Regions from separate parts of the Mus musculus genome. Here regions 2, 3 and 4 are each linked to region 1. Evidence: chromatin contacts called from public HiChIP or PLAC-seq and promoter capture Hi-C data. All regions are on one chromosome and are shown on one strand. Each heading gives the region's core, a stretch centred on a gene start, on an enhancer-like site or on the middle of the called end of the contact. The rest is flanking DNA. Distances are from core to core; before and after follow the strand shown.

Evidence for each region. Promoter capture Hi-C pulls out the DNA fragments that hold promoters and counts their contacts. HiChIP or PLAC-seq counts read pairs in DNA pulled down with a chosen protein or histone mark.
Region 2: an H3K27ac HiChIP or PLAC-seq map of embryonic brain shows a contact between it and region 1, with 4 times the contacts expected there. The contact joins the promoter of Eme1 here to the promoter of Pdk2 in region 1. A contact is called at or near these places in 1 of 484 Hi-C or Micro-C datasets (rod photoreceptor), 2 of 115 datasets of contacts at active chromatin or transcription factors (embryonic brain and extraembryonic endoderm stem cells) and 2 of 9 other capture datasets (adipose tissue and pancreatic islet).
Region 3: an HNF4G HiChIP or PLAC-seq map of pancreatic cancer cells shows a contact between it and region 1. The contact joins the promoter of Chad here to the promoter of Pdk2 in region 1. A contact is called at or near these places in 1 of 39 promoter capture datasets (liver) and 1 of 115 datasets of contacts at active chromatin or transcription factors (pancreatic cancer cells).
Region 4: a contact with region 1 is called in a promoter capture Hi-C map of hippocampal neurons, with 2.3 times the contacts expected there. The contact joins the enhancer-like site here to the promoter of Pdk2 in region 1. A contact is called at or near these places in 5 of 39 promoter capture datasets (hippocampal neurons, liver, pre-B cells and 1 more), 3 of 115 datasets of contacts at active chromatin or transcription factors (memory CD8 T cells, pancreatic cancer cells and stem cell-derived neural progenitor cells) and 1 of 9 other capture datasets (adipose tissue).

The regions. Positions count from the first base shown.
Region 1 is chr11:95,039,838-95,044,332 of GRCm38.p6, reverse strand. Pdk2 (pyruvate dehydrogenase kinase, isoenzyme 2) reads left to right here and starts at 2,962. Exons shown (of 11, transcript NM_133667.2): 1 at 2,962-3,194. The coding sequence starts at 3,077.
Region 2 is chr11:94,651,176-94,655,663 of GRCm38.p6, reverse strand. Eme1 (essential meiotic structure-specific endonuclease 1) reads left to right here and starts at 1,921. Exons shown (of 9, transcript NM_177752.5): 1 at 1,921-1,968. Mrpl27 (mitochondrial ribosomal protein L27) reads right to left here and starts at 1,873. Exons shown (of 4, transcript NM_053161.2): 1 at 1,823-1,873. The coding sequence starts at 1,862.
Region 3 is chr11:94,563,155-94,567,531 of GRCm38.p6, reverse strand. Chad (chondroadherin) reads right to left here and starts at 2,485. Exons shown (of 4, transcript NM_007689.5): 1 at 1,664-2,485. The coding sequence starts at 2,434. All of the region lies in intron 10 of Acsf2 (acyl-CoA synthetase family member 2), which reads left to right.
Region 4 is chr11:95,354,235-95,358,846 of GRCm38.p6, reverse strand. The region is part of intron 1 of Fam117a (family with sequence similarity 117, member A); the gene reads right to left. Among named protein-coding and RNA genes, the nearest start is that of Fam117a, 20 kb to the right of the region's middle. Within about 2 kb of position 1,961, at least 145 of the 459 cell types and tissues checked have an H3K27ac peak or open chromatin away from gene starts, as enhancers often do. A contact at or near this core is called in adipose tissue, hippocampal neurons, liver and 1 more, where this site is marked.

The sequences.
Region 1 (4,495 bases), core at 1,713-4,212:
TTTTGATTCAAGCACAGAGTTCACGGAAATCCAGTTTTAGGGAGAGCGCCATACATGGGGGAGTGCTTTCTTTACCTGTCAGAGTTGTGGCCTGTTCCTGCTGGGTTCATTCTAACATCAAACGCTCCTGGCCTGGATTTGGGGAGGGAGGGAGGGAGGGAGGGAGGGACGGAGGGAGGGAGGGAGGGAAGGAGGGAGGGAGGGGAGTTGAGAACAGACCTGACGCACCCCCAGCTGATCTCAAATTATGTGGATCAGGATGGTCTTGAACTCATCCTCTCCCGTGATAGGGTATCAGGTTTCTTGAACTCATCCTCTCCCGTGCTAGGTCCATCATCAGGTTTGACCCAAGCTGACTTTAGGAAGGGAGAGAGGGGGCAGGGGGAGGAAGAGAGGTCCCATCCAATTGGCCTGGCCCTTGAAAGTACACCCTCTGTGCTACCCGCCACCTCTAATTGTTAGGCTGGTCGATGTCTAGCGATCCTCCCTCACAGACCTGAAGCCTCTCTGCCAACCTCACTTCCTTTCTTCTGTCTGTCTGCTCTACTACATGCCAGGCTGTGTGTTCAGCACTGCAAATAAAGCAACGACTAGGTCAGACACAACCCGTGTCCTCCTTAAACTAAAGTCCAGTGGGGAAGACCCACGAATCAGCAGTTAGCCCACTTTGTGAGAAGCTCTCATGTCATCCTAAGATCAGGAGAGGCACGTAGGGAGCCCAGCCCAGCCCAGGAGCTCAGCAAAAGGACATGGCTAAGCAGCCAAGACCTGAAGAATAGGTACAGGAGGTTGAGAAGAACGATCCAGAACCCCACCCCCACCCCACCACCTCTCCAAGTAAAAAGAGATAGCATTGTCAGTGGTTTAAAGATTAGAGGCTGGGGCAAGGCGGCAGGTAGATGGAGTTGGGAGTTGTTGAGCCTGGCAATCTGAAAAGATGAAGCTAAGGAATGGAGCCAAAGTGGATACTGGGATAACTGGAAAGGCTCCAGTAAGAGGTGGAAAGGTGGACCAGGAGAAATGGCTCAGCAGTTAAGAGTACTTACTGTGTGTGCTTTTGCACAGGCCCTGGGCTGCGTTCCCAGCATCTACACCAGCTTCGTAACCGCCTGTAACTCCAATTCCAGGCAAGCAGATGCCCTCCAGCCCCACAGACACCTATGTGCTGTGGTATGCAAAAACTCACTTGGGTGCACACACATACAGATTATAAATAGATCCTTTAAAAAATTTTTTTTGGGTTTTTTTTTGTTTTGTTTTTTGTTTTTTTTTTTAAAGACAGGGTTTCTCTGTGTAGCCCTGGCTGTCCTGGAACTCATTCTGTAGACCAGACTGGCCTTAGACTCTGAGATCCTCCTGCCTCTGCCTGGGATTAAAGGTATACACCGATACTTTTTTTTTTTTCAAGTGAAAAGGCTCTGTGTGTTGGAACCAACCAGGCCAGATTTGTAGTTGAGAATGCTTGCTAATTCTGTTTTCCTGCCTATAAAATGGAGGAAACGATATAATAATCCAGCAAGCAGTGCCTGGCCCACAGCATTACGCTTTCCAAGGTGAACTCTTGTTTTGTGTTGGCTACAGTTAAACTGTTATAACTTGCAGTGTGTGTGTGTGTGGGGTGGGGGGGTTGAGGATCAAACCCATAGTCTTGCATATTCTAGGAAAACACTCTATTACTGAGTTACTACCAGCTCAAACCCACCTTCTCTACCTTTTGGAGAAAAGATCTTACTAAATTACCCAGGCTGGACTTAAACTCACACTGCCTCAGGTGGGCCTTGGACAGATCTCCTCCTGCCTCAGCCTCCAAGAGGAGCACCAGGACTTCCTAAAGGCCAAACCTCAATCCTGTCTGTGCTTCACAGGGCCATAGTAAAGGCCGGGAAACCACTGGATAATCAATAGTAATGAACCTAGGAAGGCCCAGAGAGTGGGGCACATACCAAGTTTTACCAAAAGAGGGCGCATGACATTTCTCAGGGAAGAGGCAGGGAACTGCTAGGAAGACTGGGCTGGGCTCCCAAGCCGCTAACCACTAAGATGCCTTAGCTCCTGGGGACTCGCAATAAGGAAGCCAGCGGCACAGACAGTTGCTCGTCTCGGGTTAGGTGCACAGAAGGTTACCTTCTTAGGTGGTTGTGCAAGACGCGCAAGGTTTTATGCTCAGTCAAATGAGCGAGGTAATAATAAAATGGAACTTAACTAAAATTAGCACTGACCATAGCTCCTGCTCCCGCCTCTGCCAGTCCTAAGGGGGTTTGGCTCTGGCTGTTTTTGTTGTTGTTTTCCAAGTACCAGAGATCAATACAGGGCTTCATGCATACTGAGCAAGTGCCATGCCTTCTGAGCTACATTCCCACCCTGATATCGGATCTTTTTCGAAAGAGAGAGAGAGAGAGAGAGAGAGACCTTTTCTTGGGCTTTTTGGATATTTATGGAAGTCAGCGGGTTGCACGCATATAGGATAGCTTAGTATAAGCTCGCATACTGGTTTCGGATTTTGCAAGTGTTCATTCTGGGTCCATCATAGGAGTGAGAAACCACTGTGAGCCCCTATAGCAGAGCAGGTAAGCAGGTTGTCAGGTCAAACAGGTGCCTTTAGGAAAGGGACAGGGCAGGGAAGGGAGGTTTTAAAGAAGGAGACAGGGGAAAGAACCAGGGAAAGTAGAACGTCAAACGAAGGGTTAGCGGGACTCTGGGGAAGAAAGGGTTAACTCGGGGCTGGCCCCCAAGAAGTGTAGTTGGCGACAGGAGGCGGGACTTGAGCACAGCCCAGGAAAACAACAGGCCGTCTCCAGCACCTTCACGGTTAAGGAGGTGGGCCTCGAGGAGAGCCACGTGTCGAAGCGCAAGGCTATTGGTTCTCCCAGAGTTGTTTGTGCGCGCCCATTGGCGACGTCGGGGCGCCGGGACAAGCCGATTGGCTAGGCGTTGGAGGCATCGCCAGGGCAAGGGTAGGGAGGAGGCGGCCGAAGCCCGTCTCCCGGCTAAGCTGGGCCGAGCTGACGGCCGGTGCCAGCGCCTCCAGCCCCGGGACAGCAGCGAGATCCAAGCCCGAGCCGCAGGCGCCGTCGCCATGCGCTGGGTCCGGGCGCTGTTGAAGAATGCGTCCCTGGCAGGGGCACCCAAGTACATCGAGCACTTCAGCAAGTTCTCCCCGTCCCCGTTGTCCATGAAGCAGTTTCTAGACTTCGGTACGGAGTCGGCGTAGGCGGGCACCGGGGGCTGTGGGCGCGGGGAAGGAGACCCTGGCAATGAGAGGTTAACATCGGAGGAAGAGGTCCTGGGTGGTAGGAGGGTTGGCTTGGAAGAGTATGGACAGGAATGGGTAAACGGCGAGGCCAACCTGGCTGCCCACAAAGAGTTAAGAGTGCCCCCTTCACAGTTAACTAAGAATGGGGGCGCGGAGAAAGCGTTGCGAGGGATCGTGGAGAGTAAGAGACAGTGAGGGCATAGGACCCTATCCAGACATGATAGAGTTAGTGGGAGATCCCGGCCACTGAGAGTGGGCAGCCAAGAGTAAACAGGAGACGTGCTGTTGGAGTGCTAAGGAGATTCAGCCATCTGGAAGACCTGTGCTGTGCACGAAGGGCGGGGTACTTCTGAACAGAGCAAGGGAGAAAAGCCAGGGCAGGTGGGAAGGGGGCCCCTTGAAGTAGGAGGTGCTAACAGGGGAACTCCCCTGACTGGTGAGCCTCCACCCACTGCAGCTGCCCACTGGGCAAGGACACTTGAAGATCAAATCTGTTCTGACCTGGCAGCGGTTCCTAGCTGGGCAGAGCCCAACTTACCATGAGGTAGTCAGGTGGCTTTCACCCTCCTATGGCTACCCCTGGGTTTCTGAAGATCACCCACTCGGTGTTCTGAGGGTGGAGGTGGCTTTGGGGCAGGAGAAAGCTTTGCGGAGTGGAGGATGGAGACGTTGTGTGGCCCCCATCTGTCTGCAAGGTATTCCCTGGTGCCAGCTGGTGTAGGGAGTGGACCCAGGTCTCTCAAGAGTTGGCTGTGTCACAGGCAGGAGGACAGGAAGATGGCCGACAGGACTTGGGCACCTGTTTTCCAGGATATGCCTTGTTACTCCCTGTTCAGTTGGAGTTGTGAGCTTTGCTTGTGTAGGAAATCCTCCAGGGCCCACTCCAAGTCCCCGCCAAATGAATGCCACAGCTAGAAGGGACTTGGCCGTAGTTCGGTCCACCTATCTGGGGAAAACTGCTGATGATATACAGTAAGTTACAGAAGCATCGCCTGCTGTTGATCCTAGGTCTCCTGTCTCTAGCTGACACAGCTCATTCCTCTACTGCCTGTTAATCTTGACCCTGGACCAAGGTCCCCATTTGCCTCACAGATGGTCATTAACATGGCCAATTCTACATTGGCATTCATCTGTCTCCTCAGCCTAGATGAGATGGCCTGCCTCAGGGATAATGCTGAGTTCCTACAGTCCTGGGAACCTAGTCCTAGCACCCCATGGAGAAAAGGATTTCTTAGGTGCCTC
Region 2 (4,488 bases), core at 672-3,171, 390 kb after region 1:
AAAGAAGATTATCTAAAATGCATGCTAATGGGGCCAGAGAGAGATGGCTCAGAGGTTAGCAGCAGCGACTGCTCTTGCAGAGGTCCTCTGTTCAGTTTCTAGCACTTTTGTAGTGGTCCACAGTCATCTGTAACTCCTGTTTCAGGGGATCCAATGGCCTTTTCTTACCTCTGCTGGTACCAAGTATACCGTGTGGTATGCATATATACACATAGGCAAAACATTCATACACAAAAATAAAATCCAGGCTGTCTGTTTTAGGTCTCTAGGCATAGTATAGGATCTTAGGATCTAGTATCAGCCCATTTAGAGTTGCTTTATGGGTGTTTGGGGGCATAGCACTGGTTATCTAGGTTTCTCAAATTCCCATAAGAACAGAAAGTTGCTGGGATACAAGACTAGCTCTCAGAGAGCAGGCTGGGCATGGTGGCACAGGCAAGCTTTTGATGCTAGCACTTGGGAGGCAGAGGCAGGCAGATCTCTGTGACAACAGGACCAGTTTGGTCTAGAGACTGAGTTCTAGGACAGCCAGGGCTTCATAGTGATACAGTGTCTCCAAACAAACAAACATCACAAAAAAAGAACTTAGGAGACATCTTCAATGTCCAGCAATGGAATGGAATCCCCTCCCCCCTCTCCTGTAGCCCATGAAGACCTTGAACTTGCAATCCTCAGGCCTTTACTTCACATATAACCGAGGTTACAGGCATGCACTTCCTGGCTTCACCCACTCACTTACTGGTGATTGGTGTTTTGCTTTTGCCTACATTGTTTCACTCATATGTCTCTGCTCTTGTGAAAAACAAGACTTTACAGATGACTCTCTTCCCTCATTTTACAGAGCAGTAAGACTTGTGGAATCTATATCTTCAGAACAGACAGATGTCATATTCACCCACTACCCTCCAGCTTCTCTACCAACACCACTAATATCTGGGCCAAATGATCTATCCTATAGCAAGTCTTGCAGATGGTTTTCTGTGTAGGTTATTTTATTTTATTTTATTTTATGTTATTTTATTTATTTATAGCTTTTGAGTCTGTGACCCAGGCTGGCCTTGGATCTGATGAAATCTTCCTGCCCCAGGCTCCTAAGTGCAGGGATTATAGGCACTACTATTCCTGGTCCCACTTGGTTTCATTTTCATTTATTTATTTGCACCCAGTCTGCCTCCTCTTAATTGGCTCCTCAAAACTGTAAAACCGAGTCAAGTCATTTTCTTGCCTTCTGTCTACACAGGTTTGGTTGGGTCTGTCTCTTTTAGGTCTAAATTGCTATCCCTTCAAGAGACTTCCTTGGTCCCCTAATCTAAGACTCTTCACAATACTATTCGAGATTACAACTAAGTTACTCACGTGTTTACTGGCTGAACTCACAAGGCGTTAGAAACCATGTTTATGCTGGTACTCTGAGCAGTGTCTCACCAGACCTAAGCGTTGGTCATGGTCATAGACATCTGAAATACCAGCTCTAAGACGGCAAACTACACAGTGGGAACCTACCTCAAAAGCGAGGAAAGGAAAAAAGCTAAGTCTTGAATATCAATTAAATGTTTTGAACTTAGTCTTCTTCAAATCCGGAGGGATCCACATAAACCCAGAGGGGACAGAGCTTCTGGAGTAACTATCCAACGGGCTTTCATTCTGCACTCCCACCCTCCGCAAGCACCGCCCACAACGTGTCACGTGACCGGAGACAGTCGCCCTCCAAAGGTCCGGAGCCCCTCACTTCTTCCCCGTATCTAGGTTCACCATGGGCTCCAGTTTCCATCTCCCAGCCTCCCTGCTGTCTCGCCTCGCAATAGCCACAGTGCTGAGCTACCTGCTGCCCGCGTCCTCAGCGTAAGCGCCGCCGCCGCCATATTTGCTTCACGTTCACTTCCAGGCTGGGAAGTCTGCTTCCGCTACCGGGATAGATCTACTTCCGGGTCTTGCGGACAATTCAAAGAGTGGCGGGAGCAGTAGCAGGTGAGCCCAGATCTCTTGGGGTTTATGGCCGGGACCTCCGGCGACTTCTGCAGTGGACCGTGGGCCCCAGAGACAAGGAGTGTGGCCAGCACGGACGTTTGTCCCACTCCAGGAACCACACGAAGGTCCCTAGGGAGGGACCAGGGTGAGGCTCAGCTAGATTCTGTGCTAGACTGGTTGTAGATGCACAATTTCATTTAATTCCTTACAAACCTAAGTTACTGGTATTATGTTAAATTGAGATCCAGGAAGACTGCAAAGATTATCAGTCACTAATTATTGTTGAAAGAATGATTCTTGCGTGTAACCCAGCAGTTCCAGGCAGACTTAAGTGTACGCACAAGAGAACTGTGAAAACATACTCGTTCAAAATATTTGTACGTGAATGTCTGTAGCAACATTATCCGTAACAGCCAAGAAAGGGGAGCAGGCTAACCGTCCATCAAGCAATAAATGCGTAAACAAAATGTGACATAGCCACACAGTGGAATATTATTCAGCTATAAAAAATGAGGCAGTACTGGTGCATAGTATGGCCACAGAAGGACCCTGAAAGCATGACTGCGAAAGACACCAGTCACCAAAGGCACATACGGTGTGCTTTTATGAAATATACAGAACCTGTAAATCCATAGAGACAATGGATCTTATTTTATTTTTAGATGCTGGGAGAGAGAAAGAACTTGTTTTTTTGTGTGTGGGGGCTTTTTTTTTTTTTCTTAATTTTTAAATAAATAAATAAATGCCAGGTGGTGGTGGCGCATGCCTTTAATCCCAGCACTTGGGAGGCAGAGGCAGGCGGATTTCTGAGTTCTCAGCCAGTCTGGTCTACAAAGTGAGTTCCAGGACAGCCAGGGCTATCTATACAGAGAAACCCTGTCTCAGAAAAAAAAAAAAAAAAAAAATGGTTATAGAAATACCCTTGCTTTTGAGAAGTCTCACTGTATCAAGTAGGCTGGCCTTGAACTCAAAATATCCCCCTCTGTAGCCTCCCAATAGGTGGGATTGCAGTTGTGTGCCAGCATGCCCAGTTTGTAGGATTTCTCTTTGTGATGATGGAGACATTCGGGAGTAAGAGGAGGGTAATGCTGACACAGCACAGACATACGGAGCCCCATCAGTCTGAGTGAATGATTTCTTTATCTGTTAACTGTACTAAGGCTGGGGCCTAACGTTCATGTAGGGCTCTCTATGTGCTAAGCAAGCACTCTACCGCTGCTACTCCAACACCTAAAGGATAGTTTTGAGTACTATACACTATGTGAATTGTAAGGGGAGTTTTTTCCTGTGTGTGGACATGAGCGTACATGGGTGTGTGCATAGGCATGCTTTCCACTGTGTGTAGGTTCTAGGAACTGAAATCCAACTAGGTGACATATGTTTTTGCTCACCGAGCCATCTGATTTACTTGCTTTTATTTGTCTATTTTAAATTTTCATTTCTTTTTATTTTATATGGATGTGGAGGCCAGAAGAGGGCATTGGATCTCCTGGAACTGGGATGACAGGCGGTTGTGAGAAGTGTCCAGTGTGGATGGTTGGCCTCGAACTCAGAAATCCGCCTGCCTCTGCCTCCCAAGTGCTGGGATTACATTGTTTCTTATTTTTGTTTTTGTTTTAGAAAGATCTCCATGTTAGGGGGGCCAGTGAGATATGACTCAACTGGTAAAGGTGCTTGCTGACAAGCCTGATGACCTGGGTTCAATCCCCGGGACTCACACTGTGGAAGGAGGGGACAAACTCCCTGAAAGTAATCCTCAGATTGCCACATATGGGCTGGGGCATGTATGAGCCCACGCACATATGCAAATATTTTAATATTTATTTTAAAAATGATCACCCTGAGCCAGGCGTGGTGGTGCACACCTTTAATCCCAGCACTCGTTGGGAGGCAGAGGCAGGTGGATTTCTGAGTTCGAGGCCAGCCTGGTCTACAGAGTGAGTTCCAGGACAGCCAGGGCTATACAGAGAAACCCTGTCTCAAAAAACCAAAAAGAGGGGCTGGTGAGATGGCTCAGTGGGTAAGAGCACCCGACTGCTCTTCCGAAGGTCCGGAGTTCAAATCCCAGCAACCACATGGTGGCTCACAACCATCTGTAACAAGATCCGACGCCCTCTTCTGGAGTGTCTGAAGACAGCTACAGTGTACTTACATATAATAAATAAATAAATAAATCTAAAAAAAAAAAAAAAAAAAAAAAAAACCAAAAAGAAAAAAAAAGATCACCCTGTTAAATCAAGAACTATTGTGCACACTTGTGATCCCAGCACGTGTCAGTGCAAGGCAAAGAGAGATCTGGAGCTCACACTCGTTCTCAGCTGCATGAGTTCAAAGCCAGCCTGAGAGACACAAGAGACGGTCTCAGAAAGACAAAATAGAAAGCGCTATCAAATGCAGGCCTCTTCAAGGTGAGAGTATTGAGCTTTCGTTGGTATCCCCATTAAAGTTTTCCAACCCTATTTTGATAACTCTCTGTGACCTCGAAAGGTTTTGAAGCAGAGATCGTGGTAGTGTATCCTT
Region 3 (4,377 bases), core at 1,236-3,735, 480 kb after region 1:
TAGGCAGCACCCTCCCTGCACAAACACTGGGTCTGGGGAGCAGGCAGAGCTTGGCTTTGAGTGCCCGGGCGGGCACACGGTGAACCTGGTCAGTGTTTGGTGGGATGGGCAGTGTGCCTGGGGCGGGCACACGGTGAACCTGGTCAGGGTTTGGTGGGATGGGCAGTGAGCCCAGGCTCCCCACAGCCCCCTGGTCCCAGGATTTCCCCCAGTGGTGTCCTCATTGCTCTGCCTTCTGCTAGATGCTATTTGTGGAGCTCTCTGTGGGCACTTTGGCCAGGATGGATGGCTCCAGAGGAAATGTATTGGTGCCCTCCTCTGAGCCTTGGTGCCAGTTTCTCTCTGGCCTCCTCATTCTTTTTTTTTTTCTTTTTTCTTTTTGGTTTTTGTGAGACAGGGTTTCTCTGTGTAGTCCTGGCTGTCCTGGAACTCACTCTGTAGACCAGGCTGGCCTCGAACTTAGAAATTCGCCTGCCTTTGCCTCCCAGGTACTGGGATTGAAGGCGTGCGCTACCACGCCCGGCTTTGGCCTCCTCATTCTAAATCAGCCTTCGTATGCTGTTCTACTGGCCACTGTTTTGTCACTAGGGTGGTCTACATTTAGCTGGGGTGAGGCCAGGCTAAAGAAGATCCACCCAGAAGGCTCCATCTACCTAGATAAGGTTGGCCTTCTGTCCTCAGCTCCGTATCTGTGACCTCTCACAGACCAGATTGGGCTGTGACGTTCTCTACAAACAAAACTACTCTACCTCGCTCTGGTCTCTGCCCGAACCTTCTGGCTGAAACTGTGTTGTGTACCAGGGTGATTCCCTGAAAAGGACTTTGCTCCTAGACAGCCCCGACCAGGCTAGCCTGAGCATCCCAAGGGAGGAAGAATTGAGGAGTCTGGGATCTGGTGACTGGGGAAAGCAAAAGTCAACAAACTGTCTGCTGGACAGTGAGACAGTCAGTCTGTGCTCTGAGGAGACACTTGGGGGGGCGTGTGCCAGGGATTGCATGTGTTTATTCACGGGCTGCAAGAGCACCAAGCCAGCAACTCGGTGAAGCCAAGTCAGGTCTCCGTGTCTTGGTTTCCCGTCCTTATTTGAAATCGACCCGAGGTTGCAATAAAATTGAGTGTGTTTCGACCCACGGAGGGAATGGGACGAGGGTGTGGGAGAGTTCTCCTTAAGGTACCTGCTCCCCAATTCATCCTCTGGCCTCTCACTTTACCTTAGCAACACAGGCCAGCACCCACTGGGAACAGGCACTCTTTGTGTTCTCTCAGCTTCTGGAAGGTGCCTCAGTAGACAAACCTTCCTTTATGAAATGGTAGGCTTGCAGGAGACTGGTAAGAGAGGGGTGGAAAGTCCAACAGGAAGAGGTGTCTGCTGTTAACCGTGGGGTCTGGGGCAGATGCCTCCCCAGAGGCCATTTGTGGGACCAGAACAGTTCCATCTCTTACAAGGAGTCCCAAGAGAGCCCTGCTGAGAAGCCTCGGGACCAGGTAAGGGTGAGAAGGATGGGGAGGGGTGTGTGTCAATGCAGAGAGAAGTGGCAAAGGCCCCTTGCTTTGGAGGATAATCTGAGTGACAAGGAGTCCAGGAGGAGGGAATGCTGTCCCGATGTGGTCCTGGGGTGGCATCCTAGAAAGAGCCGGGAGAACTGCAGCTGGGGCACTTACCTTCTCCAGGTTGGTGTTATCCAGCCAGAGGGTCTCCAGATATCTACCGAAGGACTGGAAGGCATTGTCTGGGATGCTCTTCAGAGGGTTGTGAGACAGCTTCAGCTCCTCCACCACCCGAAGTTTGCTCAGGGCGGCTGAGGGGTAGCTAGACAGCTGGTTCTTGTCCAGGTGGAACTTGGCTAGGTTCTCCACATCATCCAGGGAACCAGGCTGCAGGGAACTGAGGGCATTTTCTGACAGGTAGAGCCAGCGCAGGTCCTTGGCCCCCTGGAAAGCTCCAGCACGCAGCTCTCGGATTTTGTTGTTGTTGAGTTGCAAGATGAAGAGGTTGACCAGAGGAGAGAGCAACCCCCGGGGCAGTTCCGACACTTTGTTGTGGTCTAGATAGAGGTAAGTGAGTTCAGTCAGGTCGTCGAAGGCTCCAGCTCGCAATACCCGGATGTCGTTGTGGGACAGGTACAGGTAGATAAGCTGCTTCAGGCCTCGGAAGGCACCAGCCGCCACCTCGCGGATGTTGCAGTGTTGCAGGTGCAGGGAGACCAGGTTCGGCATGGTCCGAAACGAGTTGGCAGCCAGCACCGGGAAGTTGTTGCGCTGGAGATTGAGCAGTTTGGTTGTCTCTGATACCTTGGGGATCTTCTGCAGCCCCACCTTGTCGCAGATGACATGCTGCAGATCTCCATGGCAGTGGCAGTTTTGGGGGCAGGCGGCTAGCGCAGGCAGGAGGATGGCAAGAAAGACCAGACTGAATAAGAGCGCGCGGGCCATGGTTGGAACGCCTTGAGCCTGGGCTGGGGGCTAAGGCAGCGACAAGTCCTCGACTCTCGGGTCTCCCGGCCCATTTATAGGGCAGCCTTGACCGCAGTTGGCAGCGGAGCCAGCTACTACGTGGAGCACCGAAGCCACTGATTTAACCCCTTCCCGCCCAGAGATGCGTCCCCATCCTCGATGGCTGGGGGCCTCTTTTCACAGCAGGAGACCGTGTGTAGGGCTGAGGGCCCTTCCCCTGAACCCCAACCCCTTGGTTCCTGTTTGCAAACATTATGCTGCACCTTCCCCTACCCTCCTCTATCTGGACCAACACCCCGAGGTGGGGTGGACGGTGATAGGTGTGTCGAGGGGCCTCTGAATTTCCACTGGGCAGAGGGAAGTGTTCCCAGAACTTATTTATTTGCTCAAGTTTGAGTTCTCTACGTCTCCCTCCCCCATACACCCTTGGCAGACAGGTCACCCTGGACTCCGGGAGGGAGGAAGTGGGGCCCGACAGCCGGATGCGTCTCACCGCGGTCGGCCAGCCGGCGGCGCTTTAATGGGACTGTTGTGCGGCGCAGGCGGAGCGTGAGAGCTGCTGTGGGTTGGGCTCCCGCTTCTGGGTTCCTCAGTTTATCCCAAGGAGGTGGGGGAGCTGGTTGCAGAGGCTAGCTGACAGCCGTGCGTTTGGCTCTGCCCCTTCTCGGAGCCCAGTGGCACCAGGCCCGTAAGAGCTCCGGATTGTGGGCTTATTCACGACCCCTCTCTTAGCTCTGGGCTTCCTGTTCCCTGTCCTTTGTACCCTCATTCCCCTTTCTAGGGCTGAAGGCCACACAGAAATGTGGGAACTGGTGTGTGTGGGGAGTGAACCACAGGACTGACTGGCAACACACCTGGAGACCACAGGCCGCTGAACAAGCATGGTTGCACAGTCTCCTTCTTAATCTCCCCCAAATATCCTCATCTCCGGATCCTCCCCTCACCGGTGGTTAGGACCCACCCCTAAGGGGGGTCTCAGAGTGGCAGCCTAGTGGCGCCAATGTGTACTTGGCAGAGGCCATAGCTGGGCAATGACCCCAGGACTGTGTGAGCTGGTGGGAAGTGGGGTGTTGGCTACAGGCAACCAACCCTGGCTAGCCAGATGCTAGGTTGTGGGCAGCCCCGCCCTGGTGGACCAGGCTTCTGTTCACTTGCCAGCCACAGTGTCTGGAGTCCTGTGGAGAAGGGAGGGTGAGCAGGCAGGTTACAGCTTTGGCCCAGGGTGAGCTCTGGGTTGCTTGGCCAGAGATGGCTTCTGTTTTTGGGAGGTGGTGGAGGAGACCACAACTACGCCAGAACCACACCACCTGATGGTGTGCGGGCATGGAGGCCACCAACAGAGAGCTGGTAGAGGACAAGGTATCTAGACCTTCTCATGACACTCAATACATAGATGTAGGATTTGGACTCCAAGCCTGCACTTCCCATAAGCCCTTCTTATTCCTTGTCGCTAGAATGGGGTGTGTGGGGGTCATTCTTGGCCTAGAATGTTCTCTGATGGTATTTAGGCTGGCTGCTAGTTTTCCTGATGCACAGGATGTTCTAACCACTGGAGGTTGCAGGGGTAGGTGTGTGTGTGTGTGTGTGTGTGTGTGTGTGCGCGCGCACATGCATGCCACAGGCCTTTTAAATTCATGCTCTGGCTATATTTTTGTTTTAATGAAAATAAACACACAGTATCATCTCCAGAGCTTGTAGGGCACCCACCCTAAGGCCAGGCACTTGTCCCAGGTTGGAGGGGAGTGGTGTCTGTGTGTCTGTACCACTCCCAGCTCAATCCCAAGCCAGGCTGCCTTTCTCATCAAGTTTATGAGGCCTTTGGCTAAGAAGAGAGAGAGGGAGGCTGTTGTGGCCTGAAATCAAGACGGAAGGACCAAAGCAACCTGGAGATGGAGAGAGCAGCCATGGGTATCAGTGATGCC
Region 4 (4,612 bases), core at 712-3,211, 320 kb before region 1:
TGGGGTCCGATTTCCACAACAGGGAACTGAATGGTATTTCACTCACAGTACTGACAGACAGGTTCCAGGAAATACGCAAAATCCTGGAATCGGTAAGAGACCCAACCACTATTCCCCTTGATACCTCATTCTACTCAGCTGCCTCGGATCAAAACTGATCACAAAAGCTGTGTGACCTGTTCCTCCATATATACATAAACATAACAGAAATGGGAAAAAAGGAAAAAAAAATTAAAGGAAAAAAAGCTAGAAACGGAGGGAAGGAGAGAATGGAATGAGGAAGGGCTGCGCTGCCTCCCTTGCTGGCAGACAGACCTGCAAAGACCTTGCTCAGCCCACCTGCAGGTCCCACCTGCTTCCCCACCCCTGCAGATGAGGTCACAGCTGGGCTCCAGCCTTATCTCCACAGCGGCCACATCCCAGTGCTGGCTCAGCTCCTAGCTAGCCACAAGGTAGAATTACCTCCTGTCTCAGAGCCCTTAGCAAGGCTCCATGGCCCCTCCCAAATCCCCAAATTCTTGGCATGTCCCAACCCCTCTGAGGAGACTAAAATGCCATGTTTCTCTCCTGCCTAGAAAATAAAGGAGAGGGCACTTCTAAAAAGATTAGGTTTTCGACTAGGGAAAAAACAAAAACAAAAACAAACTAACCTACTGCATCCCCCAAAATGGTTTGGCAAGCACCTGTTGTTTTAGGCACCAAAACTGAGTGGGAGCTGCTAACCCAAGGCATCAATTTCCCCTAAGGACAAACCAAAGCCAAAACCAGATAGCGATGCTATCCTGTGCCATCCTTAAAGAGGCTGCAGACTAGCAGGCACAGTGCTGATACCTAGGAGGGGCTATCCAAACAGCATAGGTCTGACAGTCCTATCCTCACTGCAGTGTGACTGCAGCCAACACTACCATCTTCACGGATCTGCCTTCCCTCTGCCAGCAGGGCCCAATCTGGTCCACCTTGCCTCCTAGGGATTCTGAAGAGAAAAGAAATGCAAATATGCTTTTATTCCCGAGGAAGATACAGGGAAGGAGGTGGAGAAAGAGACGACTACTGAGAAGTCTGTTGCAAGAAGGTTCTACAGGTGTATCACAGGCCTGGGGATTGAACCTAGGGCCTCACACACACCAGGCAAGCACTCTACTCCTGAGCTATGGCCCCAGCCCTCTCTTTACTTTTTATTTTGGGACAGGGTCTCCCTACCTTGCCCAGGGTATTCTTGAATTCAATCTTTAGTCTAGGGAAGCCTTGCCTTTCCATTTCTTCTGCCCTAGCCTCCTCAGTAGTTGTGATTACAGGCCTGTCCACCAGGCCTGGCAAGGTACTTGAATTTACTGTATATTCACTGTCCTTTACTAGGGACAGCCTACTGCTCTCCTGGATACTGTCTGTCTGAGAGAAGTGTGCGGAAAGGAGTAGGCAAGGGATACGTGCCTGTAGTCCCAGCACATGGAAGGCAGAGGCATTAGGAACAGGAGTTCCAGGCCAGCCTTGGCTACAGGGTGATCCCTTGTCTCAAACAAACAAAAGTCAATAAAGCTTCTTAGAGACTTGGGCATTGGCAGCTGTTGATGAGCAAGGGCTTAAGCTCCGCGGCTCACAAGCATCCCCTAGCAGACCCACAAGTGAGGGGGAAGTGGGTGCTTATGGGCATACCGGAAAGATGTGGGGAATGGGCGCTGTCCTGCACTCGTGTGATTACAGCTAAAGGATAGGAAGTGTTGAGAAGTCAAAACGGTTGCTTGTGGCTGAAAGATGAACTGGTTTTATTTCTGGAAAGCGCCCCTCTCAGATTTGGGAACCTGGGAGAGAAACAGAACAATCGGCTCCTGTATCAGAGAAGACAAGCCAGTATCATGACAGGCAATGACAAAGCAGCCAGCACTGGGGCATGGGCTGGGTGTCTGCAGGAGGGTGGGGTGTCCTGTTTACAGCACCATGGGGTATTATCGGCCCATCGCATGCAGCAGCCTCCACAGCTCAGCCACCTGGCGAGGCACCCTGGCACCAGGCCAGACCATTTCACCACACAGCTGAGCAGTGGCGGATGCTTTGGTTCTTGGGCAACAGCAAATGGAGAAAACAAAACAAAACAGCACCTACTAGATAAGAAGCCTTAGGTGCTATCTTCCAGAGCCACTTGGCCCTGTCTCCCAACTGCTACACTTGTTATGGCTCCAGGGAGAGGGGCTAAGAGAGGAGAGGCCCAGCAGTCAGGTGGTGTCAACGGAGCCAACTGCACACACGGCAGATAACGCCTTTGGTAAGTAGGTATGAGTGCCCACTGAGCATCAACGCGCTGATAGTCTCTGCTGATGGGAGAGGAGTAAGACAAGAAGCTACTGGCAGGGGAGTAGAGGGGAGAGCTGATGCCACTGCTCCATCAATGCCAGCTATCTGACACCAGGCACACTGGCAGGGGATACCCACACCCACCCCCAGCAAAGGTGCTTTCAGAAGGGCCACCAGTTCGTCTCTGCCTCCCCCTAAGACCTCTCCTTTGAAATCAACTCAAGCCTAACCCTGGCATAGGAACTCGAAGGAGAGGTGAGAGTCCTCAGGATGAAGACTATAGATAATGTAGGGCGTGAGACATCTCTGGTTCTTCTCAGCTTGGCCAGGGGAGAGAGCAATCAGCTCAGACCCAAGCCTTCGGGTTGGGCACCTGGAGGGACAAGTTCATCGTTTCGCTGTCTTGCAGGCCAGGTAGGAGGGAGGAACCTGGGATGGGAAGATGCTCTTAATCCCACCGACAGCATGTGCCTAGCCTTCCTAGTACATCTCCAAAATGGAGACATAATTTTACACCCAGCAAAAAACTCAACAACTAGCTGGTTCAACAAACAAGGCATGAGTCACTTTCTCATGCCATCAGACTTTGAAGCCTTCTCCCATCCCCTCTTTTAAAGAGAAAATAGCCCTCATGACAAATATGCTATAGGAAATAAGAACATCCAGCTGAGGGAACACAAAGCCAAAAGCTATGCATGCTCACCGCGAAGCAGCACAGCGCTACAAGGATCCTGGTTTCTCTCCATGCTCATAGGCACGCGTCTGTTTCCTTTTGTTCAGTAACCAATGAGCTTCACACAGGGATGAGATGCAGGCAAAGCCAGGGCAGTGTGGAGGGACCCTGAGGGACCCTGGGGGCTCCTACCCTGCCTTGTCCACTTGGGGTGTCCACCTGGAGAACAAAATACAACATTTTCCCCCAAGAACTGATTCGCAGGACGGAGGGGAAGTTCCTGCAAACAGCCTCACAGGGATTGTCTTTCTATTTTTGGACGTGTGCTGGGATTGAACAGTGTAGATGGCCTCATGAGCTCCCTGTGGTTTGGGGCCACTTCACTGCTTAACTCGGGACATGTGGGTTTTGGAAGAGAAGCTGTGGTGAAACCGAAACCCCCAATATGACTATCCGGGGGTTACAGACCTCCATGGAGAGCCCACAGAGACCCCATCTATATGTCTATTGGGGGGGTTACGGACCTTCATGGAGGGCCCACGGAGTCCCCATCTATCCCAGCTGTTACTTTGGAAATGGAGTGAGAGGGCTTTCTCTGTTCTGTTGTCTAGCACTGAAACTCAAGGAAGCACTCTATCGATGAGCTATAACCCCAGTCCTGACTAACATTTCTTTCAACACTAAGCCACAGCTAACTTAAACCTTCACAGGGAGAAGAAACTCAAAAGAACTAGACTGGAAGGGGCGGGGGGAAGTTCCATCATGCTATCCCTTCCAAAGAGACTTTACCCAGAAAAGAGCAACGGGATTTGTGTACACTCTAAGAACTGCTCAGCCAAACCCTCCATCAATCACTTGACTCCATATTTAAACGTACAACTCAAGAGAACCAGGGAAACCATTTCTGGCTTCATGTCTGACTTCCCTAAATGTAGATCACGTCCGCAGGCAGCTGGAAGAATGGGTCAAGAGAGAAGCCTTTTTAGAGATGTCACTGTGGGAAAAGAATATAAAGAATCCACTAACTGTATCTTCCAGGAGGCAAAGGGTAGCCCTGCAGTGTGTGCACAGGCATCAAAAAAAAGCGGGCTGTGGGCCTCTGACATTTGTTCAGCTCTCAAGAAACTACAGTTAGAAGAAAAGGAAGTAGGGTGAACTTTTCACCCTTTAACTTGATTCTCTGAAGAGGAGTTTCTGTAGGATCGGAGCATTCAAGACAAAACAAGTCGCCAGCAGTTACTGATGGAAGCTGCTTTCCTTGAGGATCTAATGGAGCCGCTGTAAGAGGAGCCCACACAGTAGCCTAACCTCCCATAAAACAATCCTCACCTCGTGACTGTTTGAAAGTAACAGGTGCCTTAGGGACATACAAACTCAAAGGACGAACAGACATCTTTTTCCTTGCTTCCGTTCTCATGGTAATCTGATTTCTATTCAACAGAGAAGAAATCATGGCATCCAGTCAGCTCTTAAGTTAGCTTGTAAGGTAAGTGGGGAGAAGGAGAACCAGATTAGGGCGGTTCATCTAGAATGAGTTTTGCAAGAGGACAACTGTGAAACTGTTGTACCGTGGTTTCTGTTCTGATTCTGTGCACCCCACGTGCTCACGCATCCATTCCGATGTGCGGCAGAATCTCTGAGACTTTTATC